Linked DNA regions of Mus musculus: regions 2 and 3 are each linked to region 1. The links are chromatin contacts, called in public ChIA-PET and Micro-C maps. All regions are on one chromosome and are shown on one strand. The core of a region is the stretch at or near the end of the contact, and the rest is flanking DNA. Distances in the headings are between cores, read along the strand shown. Region 1 holds the start of Atxn7l3 (ataxin 7-like 3). Region 2 holds the start of Gjc1 (gap junction protein, gamma 1). Region 3 holds the start of Dhx8 (DEAH (Asp-Glu-Ala-His) box polypeptide 8).

What was found. A called contact is a pair of places that touch in the nucleus more often than the background predicts. ChIA-PET counts read pairs in DNA pulled down with a chosen protein or histone mark.
Region 2: a Micro-C map of embryonic stem cells shows a contact between it and region 1, with 8 times the contacts expected there. The contact joins the promoter of Gjc1 here to the promoter of Atxn7l3 in region 1. A contact is called at or near these places in 1 of 484 Hi-C or Micro-C datasets (embryonic stem cells) and 1 of 115 datasets of contacts at active chromatin or transcription factors (bone marrow-derived macrophages).
Region 3: an RNA polymerase II ChIA-PET map of memory CD8 T cells shows a contact between it and region 1, with 8 read pairs. The contact joins the promoter of Dhx8 here to the promoter of Atxn7l3 in region 1. A contact is called at or near these places in 2 of 115 datasets of contacts at active chromatin or transcription factors (memory CD8 T cells and pancreatic cancer cells) and 1 of 9 other capture datasets (liver).

Annotation. Positions count from the first base shown.
Region 1 is chr11:102,295,227-102,298,558 of GRCm38.p6, reverse strand. It overlaps Atxn7l3 (ataxin 7-like 3), which reads left to right and starts at 1,930. Exons shown (of 13, transcript NM_001098837.1): 1 at 1,930-2,156. It overlaps Gm33851 (cyclin-dependent kinase 13-like), which reads right to left and starts at 2,170. Exons shown (of 2, transcript XM_030246466.1): 1 at 1,382-2,170; 2 at 642-935. The coding sequence starts at 1,794. The coding sequence ends at 863.
Region 2 is chr11:102,817,614-102,821,029 of GRCm38.p6, reverse strand. Gjc1 (gap junction protein, gamma 1) reads left to right here and starts at 1,871. Exons shown (of 3, transcript NM_001159382.1): 1 at 1,871-2,060.
Region 3 is chr11:101,731,287-101,734,387 of GRCm38.p6, reverse strand. It overlaps Dhx8 (DEAH (Asp-Glu-Ala-His) box polypeptide 8), which reads right to left and starts at 1,432. Exons shown (of 23, transcript NM_144831.2): 1 at 1,200-1,432; 2 at 147-232. The coding sequence starts at 1,347.

The DNA of each region.
Region 1 (3,332 bases), core at 681-3,180:
AGAATCATTTAAAAAGAGAAGGAAAACTGAAATAACAGCCAGCGCTGGAAAGATGGCTCAGCCTTAAGAGGCTCACAACTAAAAGGACAAGCGTTTTGTTCCCAACACCCACAGCAGTCTCTCAAGTTAAAAAAAAAAAAAAAAAAAAGACAAAGTAACAATTGGTATGTCATCCAGTACTGTAATCCCCGCACTGGGGAGGCTGAGGCAGGATGGGCTACAAAATAAGACCATGTGTCAATGGAGTGAAAACAAAAGACAATACAAGATTACCAGACACCTAAGAGTCTCTCCTATGCCATGTTAGCTTCGGTTGTTTCTGAGACAGGGTTTCACTATGTAGCCCCGGAAGTATTTATGTAGATTAGGCTGGCCTCAACTCACAGAGATCCTCCTGCCTCTCTCTACCTCTCTCTGTTGTGGTAAAAGGAGTGGCTAGGCATAAACTTAATTGTTAAGTCTTTCCTATGAAATAGGTACTATCATTATGTCCTCTGGTAATGGACAAAAGAGGCGTAAGAAGGTCTTTTGCCTGGTCCACCAAGTTAAATTCAGAACTAACGTGTGGTCTTATCCGCTTCGAAATATCTACCAAGAACCTCCATACATGTTTGCTGAAGAGCGAAGAACCAAAGATGGTCTCAAAGTACGTGATTCCAGAGTTTAATTTTATCTGAAGCTAGAGGCCTGGCACGCAAAAGTCTCGAGGCTGTAGACACGGCCACGTACATGTGAGCGCAGATCTAAACACCTTGGGTGGCTGAGAAAAGGACCTTTCCTCCCGAAGCTAAAGAGGCGAGAGATGGAGGGTAAGGCCACTCCCAGCGGAGCAGCTTTTAGTGTAGGCAGAGTCTGGCCAGTGCTAAGCAGTCTGTCTGAGAGGTGGAGGGTCCAGCGTGGGCTCCGGAAGCAGGAAAGGCGAGCAGGTGTGGGATCTAAATTAGGATAAGGGCGGGAGCGCGCTCGACTCAGAAGGGCGCAGCTTGCACTCCGCAGTGAACCTTCTCCCTTGGGTTCTTTTCGGTTCGGAGGCCTGGGGTGGCTGGTGACCCACTCCGAAACCCAGAGAACGAATGCAGACCAGCCCCTTTTAAGGTTGTTCCTTCCTGAGCGCCTAACTGCACCCCATTTCAAGCCCAGACTCTTCACACAACTGACTGTATGCCTCGCGGTCAAAGTGGGGGAGCGACCGGGGAGCAGAGCAGGGAACCCCGCGGGAAGGGCGGGGATGCCTGGGCCGGAAGGCGTCCCAGGCTCGGCTGGGAGCCGGCGCTCTCTTTCGACGCCACCCCGTTGCCTCCGCCCCCGAGCCGGCCGGGACGGCACCAAGTCTCCGCCCCTGGCGCACCGCGCACCTCACCTTGAACGCTGCCCCACCCACCTCGAGCCTATTGGGCCTCCCGGGCCGAGGACACTCCGCGATTGGCCGGACTCGTCTACGGAGGCCCCACCCATCTCCCCGCCCCAGGTCCCGTCCGCCGGTACTTTGGACGGCGGCGTGGCGCCCCTCCTCCCCTCCCGGTCCCCGCCCCCTGGAGCAAATGCTGCCGAGCTGCGGCCGCGGGGCAGATGCACGCGCTCGGGCCCTTCTAGCAGGCGCGAGCAGTCGCTGGGCGCGCGAAAGCGAAAGGAGGAAGAGGAAGGGAGGGCGAGGGCGGGGTGTTGAGGAGGGGCGGGAGGAGGAAGAGGAGGAGGTTGGAGCGCGCTCGCGCCTGGCCTCGCGCCCGCGCCGAGGGAGGGGGGAGAGGGGCGCGCGCGCGCACGCTCGCGTCCTCGCTCGCTCCATCCATCCATCCTCCGGTCGCGGCACGCGCGCGCGCTCCGGGCTCGCGCCGCACCCCCCGCCCGGGAGAGGCGGGCTGGAGTGGGGGGCGGGGGGAGGGGCGCGCGGACGGCGCGCGGACTGCGCGCGGGCGGGGTGAGGTGAGGAGGAGGAGGCGGCGACGGGACGAGAAGGGAGGGGAAGGGGCCATGGCCGCCCGGTGAGGCGGCGAGGCGGGGGGGCAGCCCGACCCCCCGGCCCCGGGCCCCGGGCCCCGGGGAGAGGCGAGGACGGACCGACGGACATGGGGCTCCGGAGCAGCCGCCGTCGCCGCCGCCGCCGGAGGACGCGGCCCTGAGAGGCCGCCGGGCCCCGGCGCGGCCCCCCGGGCGGGGTGAGTACAGAACAGGGACGGGGGAGGGGCCTGCGGGGGGCGGGGGGCGGGGCCCGAGGCGGGGCTTGGGCCCCCTCCCCCCAGGTCTGGGTCAGCGCCCCTTCCCCTCCCCCAGGGCCGACGCGGAAACGCCCGGCTTTCCCCGGCTTCCCGGCCGGGCCGGGGCCCCCCGGTCTCCCCCTGGCTGGGTCCTCCTTGGGCGGGGCAGGGCCGGCCGGGGAGGGGGCGCGGGGCCTTTGTTAGGGAGCCAGGCCCCAGCCCCCGGGACAATAGAGACACCCTCCCGGAATCCTCTCCCCGGCCCGTCCGGGATCTGGGCAGGCGGCGACCTAGTGGGGTCGGGACGCGTCCCACTCTGCTTACTCTCTGGGGGTCGGTCTGTCCCGGCCCGCCGCCGGCCTATGGGCGGCTCGGCTCTCCTCCCCCCAGTCGGTATGATGCAGCAGCAGTGCCGCAAGGACGGGAGAAGAGCCGCGACACGGCCTGCTCCCCTTCCCAGTGCCCCTGGCTCATTTGTCAGTCCCCACCCCACTCGAGGCCGGCAGCTTCTTAAACTCGTACCCACTCTTCAGTGGGGCCCCGAACTGTGGGCACTGTTTCTGAATCCTACGGTGGGGTTTTTGGACTTTGGGGCTCTTGGAGAGACTTCCGGGCTGGTCCTGAGGGAGGGAGGGTGCGATCTAAAAGAACAGGTAAGGGGAGTGCCCACTCGCGTGCGTACCACGGGGCTCTCCTCTGCTCACGTTCTTGGTGGCTGGAAATGCCCTTTGCCTGTAGGCTTCTCTGGGCTCTGTTCCTCTCGTAGAGTGGCAGGCTTATTTTAAGAGAAGACAGAGTGGGGTGAAGGTTGTAGGGTGTTAGGGCCATTCCTACTTCTGGTAGCAGTACCCCCCCAAGTGGACATCCTGGCTGAAAGCAGAGGTGACTATGACAGCCCTTAGGGAAACGGGGGTTGTCTTGAGGAGTCTGTGCAGTTCTTTGCCACACCCTGTGGGTTTGCTTTGAGGCCTTAGAGTTCCTTCTCCTCCCCCTGCTGCATTGCACCATGGGTATCAAAGAGGGGTTTGAGTTTTGGGTACCTGGGATGAGCTGCTGCCTCCTATAGACCTAGAGTCTGATTGGCAAGGCAGTACAGTTCAGGGCCTGAGCTTAGGCCTGGGAAGGACTAGGCCACCT
Region 2 (3,416 bases), core at 622-3,121, 520 kb before region 1:
CCCCAGCCCCAACAGGTTTTTCTCATTCATATTCTCATGTATTTAAAAGTTCTTCACATTTGCCACTAGAAGAACTAGAGAAGTCATGTTGGGAAAGGCTGGCTGGGGAGAACTTTTGATACTCAGAGGCCAAGCCGTTTAAGGAACGGAAAAGGCTCAAGCAGCTGAGCGGGAGGGTGTAGGTTCTCAATAAACCAAATGTGGATCAGAAATGGCTATCCCATAAAACCAGAGGCTCATGGTTGGCCATGGTGTCCCTTACCTCTACTCCTAGCACTTAGGAGGTAAGAGCTGGGGAATCCCTCTGAGTTCCTGAGCAGTCTGATCTACATAACAAGCTCTAGGACAGCCAAGGTGACCCCATCTCAAAAAACAAAGAAGCAAACAAAAATAAAGGTTCAGAGCACAGCACAGTGGGGGTGGTGTCTGCCTTAGACCCCGCCTCCTGAGACAAAGGCAGGAGCATCAAGACTTCAAAGCTAGCTCTCAGCCACAGGTCGAGTCTGAGATCAGCCTGTGCTATAATGGGACTTCGTTTCATAAAAAATCAAACAAAATATCAAAAATGAAACATGAGGCTCAAAGTGAGCACATTCTTTGATTTTTAGAGAGAAGCCAAAAAAAAAAAAAAAAAAAAAGGATTTAAAAATTTGGGCACTTTCCTAAAAAAAAAAAAAAAAAAAACCACACACATCATAGCAACCAAACAAAATTTCGGAGGGTGTGGGTAGGCAATGGACCATCCCTTTTCATCCCAACCTGTGACCTAGCTTCGGGAGAAATTTGATCCACAAGTCGCCTCACTTGTTAGTGTTTAATTTCATCCCTGTCCAGGGGCAAAACTTTTAAAAAGCCTATCCATTTGTAATTCTAGAGTACAGGAATGGCCCTCCCCTCCCATCTCTTTGGTAAACTGCCTTTCACCACCCAGTCTCAATCTCGTTAAAGTATTTAGGGGAATTTCTCGTTTCTTTTTTAATAAAGATTTATTTTTTATTATTTTTAATTATGTGTCTCTGGGTCTATGTGTAGGTATGTGCACATCGATATAGGTGCCCCGAGAGAGTCGGATCCTCCAGAGGCTGGAGTTACAGGTGGTTGTGAACCACACAACGTGGGTGTAGAAGATTCTCTGCAACAGTAGTACAAACTGCATAGCCGCTGAGCCGTCTCTCCCGCTAGTTTTCCTTTTCTTAACCCGCAGTTTCGGCCAGGGGAATTCCTGTCCATGTGCATTTCAAGTCTTGTAATTGGGATCCCGCTGGGATGCAAGGAGTTAAGAGGAAATGGCCTATTAGGGTCTTACTAATCCGAGAAATCCAGGACCTCAAAACTATGCAGAACGCCTGTAAAAACCATGATTCCACCAGGCGGGGATGGTTGGCCGAGAAGCCCCGGAGGTTTTTCGAGCAACTGCAGAGCAGAGCCTAGAACGGCCATGAGCATCCCGAGATCCGCTGGACCAAGGCCCTGACCTAGCGCACGAGATAACGGTGGAGCTCTGCGGTCCGACCCTGGAAACTCAGGTGAGGCGTGTCTCCATCACGCTGTCACTGGCCGGCTCCTCCGGGGAATCACGCCACAGGAAATGAGCCCGCGGCGCTCGAAGTCAGCCGCCCACCGGGGCTCCCCGCGCAGGGGTCCTCCCGCCACCGCGCGCCCCGCCGCGTACGGGACCGCCCGGGAACGCGCGCGGCCGGTCACGGAAAGTTGGCGCCGGCGCGGGGCCGCGCGCTCCGGGCGCCCCCTCCCACTCGAGGCGCACGTGCAGCCGCGCCCCCGCTCCCAGGCCGAGACGGGACGCCCCCACCCCCACCGCGGCACGCAGTGCGCAGGCGCCTCCCCGCGGGTCCCGGCGGCGGGAGCGGGAGAGAGGGAGGCGGCGGGCGCGGCCGGAGCGGCTTCAGCCTCGGCTTGAAGGCTGAGGCGAAGGAGGCGGCGGCGGTGGCGGCGGCGGCGAGGCGGCGAAGGTGATGGCGACGCGGGGCCCATGAGGCGGCGGCCGGCGGGACGGGCCGAGGCCCGGCGGAGGAGGCGGCTTCGGGGGCGCCCACCGCCGGGTGAGCGGCGGCTTGAGGGGCCCCGGGCCGGGCGCGGCCGGGCGAACTCTGAGGCGCCTCGAAAGCGGCGGCGGCGGCGGGCCGGGTTCCTGGGGGCGGCAGGGCGGGAAGGAGCGCCCGCCGAGCCCCGAGGGGCGTCGCCACCCGCGTCCCGCCGCCGGCGCGCCCGCCCTCTTTGTCCCCAGGCGCGCGGTTCCCAAATTGGGAGGGAAACGGCTCGGGCGGGCCGGGAGCGGGCGGCGGTGCTCCCGCAACTCCTCGGGGCGGTTGGGGGACCCGGCCGGGCTGGCGCTGGGCGGGCTCGTCTTTGTCTGACGGCCTGGGCCGCTCTTCGGCGGCGTGCTGCGGGCTCCGGCGGGTCCTCTGTCCCCCTCGGAGGTTTCTTTTTCCCCCCTTTTTTACTGGAGGTTTGGTTCGAGCGCTGCGGAGCGGGAGAGGGGCTGGCGGGAGGACCCGGCCCGTCGCCTCTTGCTGGACGCCTTTTCTTTACTTGAGATGACTTTATTCTCACTTCGGAAAACTTTGGAGCTCTGCTGTGGCCTTTTTTTTTTTTTTTTTAATTGTTCTTCGTTGAGTCTCCAGATTGAAAATAGAGAGGAGGCGCTAATGCTGTGATTGGGCTGGCTGCCGCGTTTGGAGTTTCGAGTTGAAAAGATTTACATGACCCATGTTTAGAATTTGGGGTCCTCCCCCGCCGGTCCCCGCTTTGCGGATTATTTGGGATTGCTTTTCTTTTGCGAAGTGGGATGAGTTTGGTTTTTGTCATTTGAAGACATTTTCCTTTTGGTCCTCGGGGACTGGCAACGCCACAGATTTCATTGTGCTCGGGCTTTATTTTGTTCTCGTCCACACTAGGTGCAATCGAGGAACTCAAGGTAGACCAAATTCTGGATAAGTTATCTTGTATGTGTCTTAAGTCTAAAAGTTATTGCTTTTGTTGTGCACCCTTACAAGTGGATATATGTGAAAGCGCTGTACAAAAAGCCTTGTAAACGAAAGACTTTAGTTCTGTTAGGCAGAAATCATTTTGTCTGTAGTACATGAGTAACTGTAGGAAGAGGATTAATAATGTAATTTGGGGATTAATCCTTCCCCCTTGTAAACAGTTTGCAGGTATTTTTCAGAGCAAAAAATGCAAAACAAAGAGAAACAAAAAAGGCCCCACGAATTTGATTGCTTAGCTTGTAACTAAATTAATTGTGAGTTTTTGTTAAAAATTGCAGGTTTTGTTTGGGGCCAGCAGGATTTATTTGCAGCTACTTTGAGTTTCTTAAGGGCTGTGTAATGGCAGAATGAAAGGAATTAGAACAGTCTTCGGGGTAAAGGGTAAAACGATTTGTGATGCCAGATCTTCGG
Region 3 (3,101 bases), core at 183-2,682, 560 kb after region 1:
CAACTTTACACATTTGATGGCTTATTTACTTGATATGCACAAATCGCTCCTTCCTACTTAAAAATCCTTTAGTGCGATCAAAATTTAAATTCAGTAGCAACACCAAAGAAACAAAAAGGAAACAAAGAATCTTCAGATATACATACTGTGAATTCTGCACCATTTTTGACCAGAGAAGCCTTAAAAGTATCAAAGGTAGTATTTTTCTCAGCAAGACTGATGACAAATTCAGCTGTTAAAAAAAAAAAAAGGAATTATAAATGGACTCAGATAATAATTAAATTATAAAAGAACTCAGGAATCCGCCTGCCTCTGCCTCTCAAGTGCTGGGATTAAAGGCGTGCGCCACCACTGCCCGGCTTTGTCGTCGTTTTTTGTGACGGGTCATACCCTGATACATACCATGCCCAAGCTACCCTCAGATTATCTACGTGTGACTTTGGAATTACTAATCATTCTGCCCTCACATCCCAAGCCTGAGATCCTAGGCGCCTGCCTGGCTGTCATTTACTTTTGAGGACATTCTGAAAAAGCCCAACACCACCCAACCCTGTACCTATCAAACGGAAGTGTTCCCCTCATGCTTCTAATTCACATACTCGGCCTCTCATTTTCACAAGGGCTCCGGCTATGCATATAATTACGATCTGGGCCCCGAGCCTTTCTTATTTTCTCTCTGGGTCCCCTAGTCACAGTTTGCCCTTAAACATCTAATGACTAGTATGTGAGAGATAAGAAGATGTAACTAATTTAAGAGCACGGCTCAAAGCACAAGCTCGAAGTAGATGCTGACTACTGCCTGACTGTGCGAAGACCAAACAAGATAATGTAGATGAAGAGCTACCCATAATATCTTGTGAGCTTCTAAAAATTACTGGCCGTAATTACAACCATCATCTTCGCGGGGGCTGCTGCTGCTGCTATTGTTAAAGCTATTTCGCCCCCCAGAACTGAAAAACAACAATCGAGCAGAAATTGCTGCCCCAGCCTTCACCGGCAGCTCACAGAAATGGTTTCTAATAGCTCGGACCGGATGGTTCTCAAGCAGAGGCCACCGCCACAGGTTCCCGGAGCCCAAGTCACGATGACACACACACAGACACAGACAGACAGACACACACACACACACCATCAACCGCTTCTCTCCTGCCTCCCTCACCCCCAAAATCAAAAGCCATCGGGACCTTCCTCCAGCTCACCCAGATCCTTGTCGTTGATGCCCAAGTGATTGTCCAGCTCCGTGCAAACCTTCGACACCAAAGACAGGTACTCAAGTTTAGCGAGTTCTTCCGCCGGGCCGGGCTCCGAGCCCATTAGGACCCCGGCGGCGGCCACGGCTACAGCCATGGCTACAACTTCCCTTTGGTCTCCTTCCGGCCGGCCAGAACGCGAAGCCACAGCTTCCACTTCCGGGTCGGCGCTCGTCTCTTTTGTTTACAGGGACGTCAAGTAAAGTTAACCGTCTTTGTAAGGATCAGCGAGATCTGGCAGGAAGTTCCCACAGACGGGCCAGACGCACTGAGTTACGCTGTTCGTTCAGTGGCGGCCTCTAGCGGGGGGGAAGACTCCACCCGCCTTTAGGTTTTTTTAAGGATCAATCTCAGCGCGCCTCTGTGATCCGTCAGCAGAGGGCGACCGTGGCCTGCGCGACTGAACAGCGCCTCGGAAAAGCAAGTTGGCTTGTCCTTGATCAGCTCAGTTCCTGACCTCATGGCAAGTGATCTCAAGTGACCTTACACCAGCAGACGCTAGATTCTGGCTGCTTATCTGTAAACTCGGATAATACGGTCTAAATGAAATAGATATGCAAAGTGGCTGAGCCACAGTAGGCACACTGAAAATATTAGTTGCTGTTATAACCCCCCCAAACTGCGAGTGGTCCAGCAAAGCTTATCTCAAGCATTCCTGTTGCCAAAACCCTCAGTCCTCTTAAAATCTGCTTCTCTAAATGTCAGCTGTGTTGTGAACCTGAGGTCATAAATTCAGGTGTCCCAACTTTTACTTTTCCCTTTGGCAGAACCTTGCAATGAAGATGAAGGGTTTCCCATGTCTTAGTATTCTGTGTAAAAAACAAGAAAATACTTCCTCTAAGGTGAGTAGCCCTCCCATCAGTCAAAAGACAGAAAATGAGCCCCCTCTGCTACTGTTGGCTGACTCTGTTGCACTACTGTGTCTTTGAATTATTGGGAACACTTCAGTGATAACGAGTTGCAGGGAAGCTGGGCAGGCTGGTGCTCTCCTTTAATTGAAGCACTCGGAGGGCAGAAACAAGCTGTTCTCTGAGACTGAAGTCAGCCAAAGTTACACAGTGAGAACCTCTCTCAAAATTGCAGGCAAAGGACTATCACAGTAGTTCCGTGTTTCCAGGTTCCCAAGGATTTAGTACATTGCCATCTGAGTTCCTGATGCCCTTCCCTTCCTTATAACTTACTTGTTTTTATTTCCTATACATGGTTTTGCCTGCATTCATGTCTGTGTAAGGATGTCAGATCCCCTGGAACTGGAGTAACAGATAGTTGTGAGCTTCGGTGTGAGTGCTGGAAATTGAACCCAGATCCTCTGGAAGAGTGACCAGTGCTCAGAACCATGAGCCATTTCTCCAGGACTCACTCCTTCCTTCCTTCCTTCCTTCCTTCCTTCCTTCCTTCCTTCCTTCCTTCCTTTCTCCGTGAACAGAATGAGAAAGTCTGCCCTTGATGCTGCTTGCTTATCTGCCAGTATGGAGTTAGGTTTCAGGAGTTAATTCCACTTGACCCTTCTTTCTCTACATCTCCTTGCTACTAAAACTTCATATTTCTATCCAGCTGCACTTTTAACACTTAACAAGAAGAAAGGACAAAGAGATTGGGAGCTGTTTTTTAAAGCTCTATCAGAAAAGACTCTAAATTGGACATGGCTGCACTCGATTTTAATCCCAGTACTTGGGAGCTAGAGGCAGGCAGATCTCTGTGAGTCCTAGGCTAACCTGGTCAACATAGTGAGTTCTGGGACAGCTAAAGCTAAATGAAAAGACTAATATCCCAGGTGTAAATCATGCCTGGTAAATCCCAGCACTTCTCAGGAGACAGAAAGTCAGCCTTAGTAACTACATGGTGAGTTTG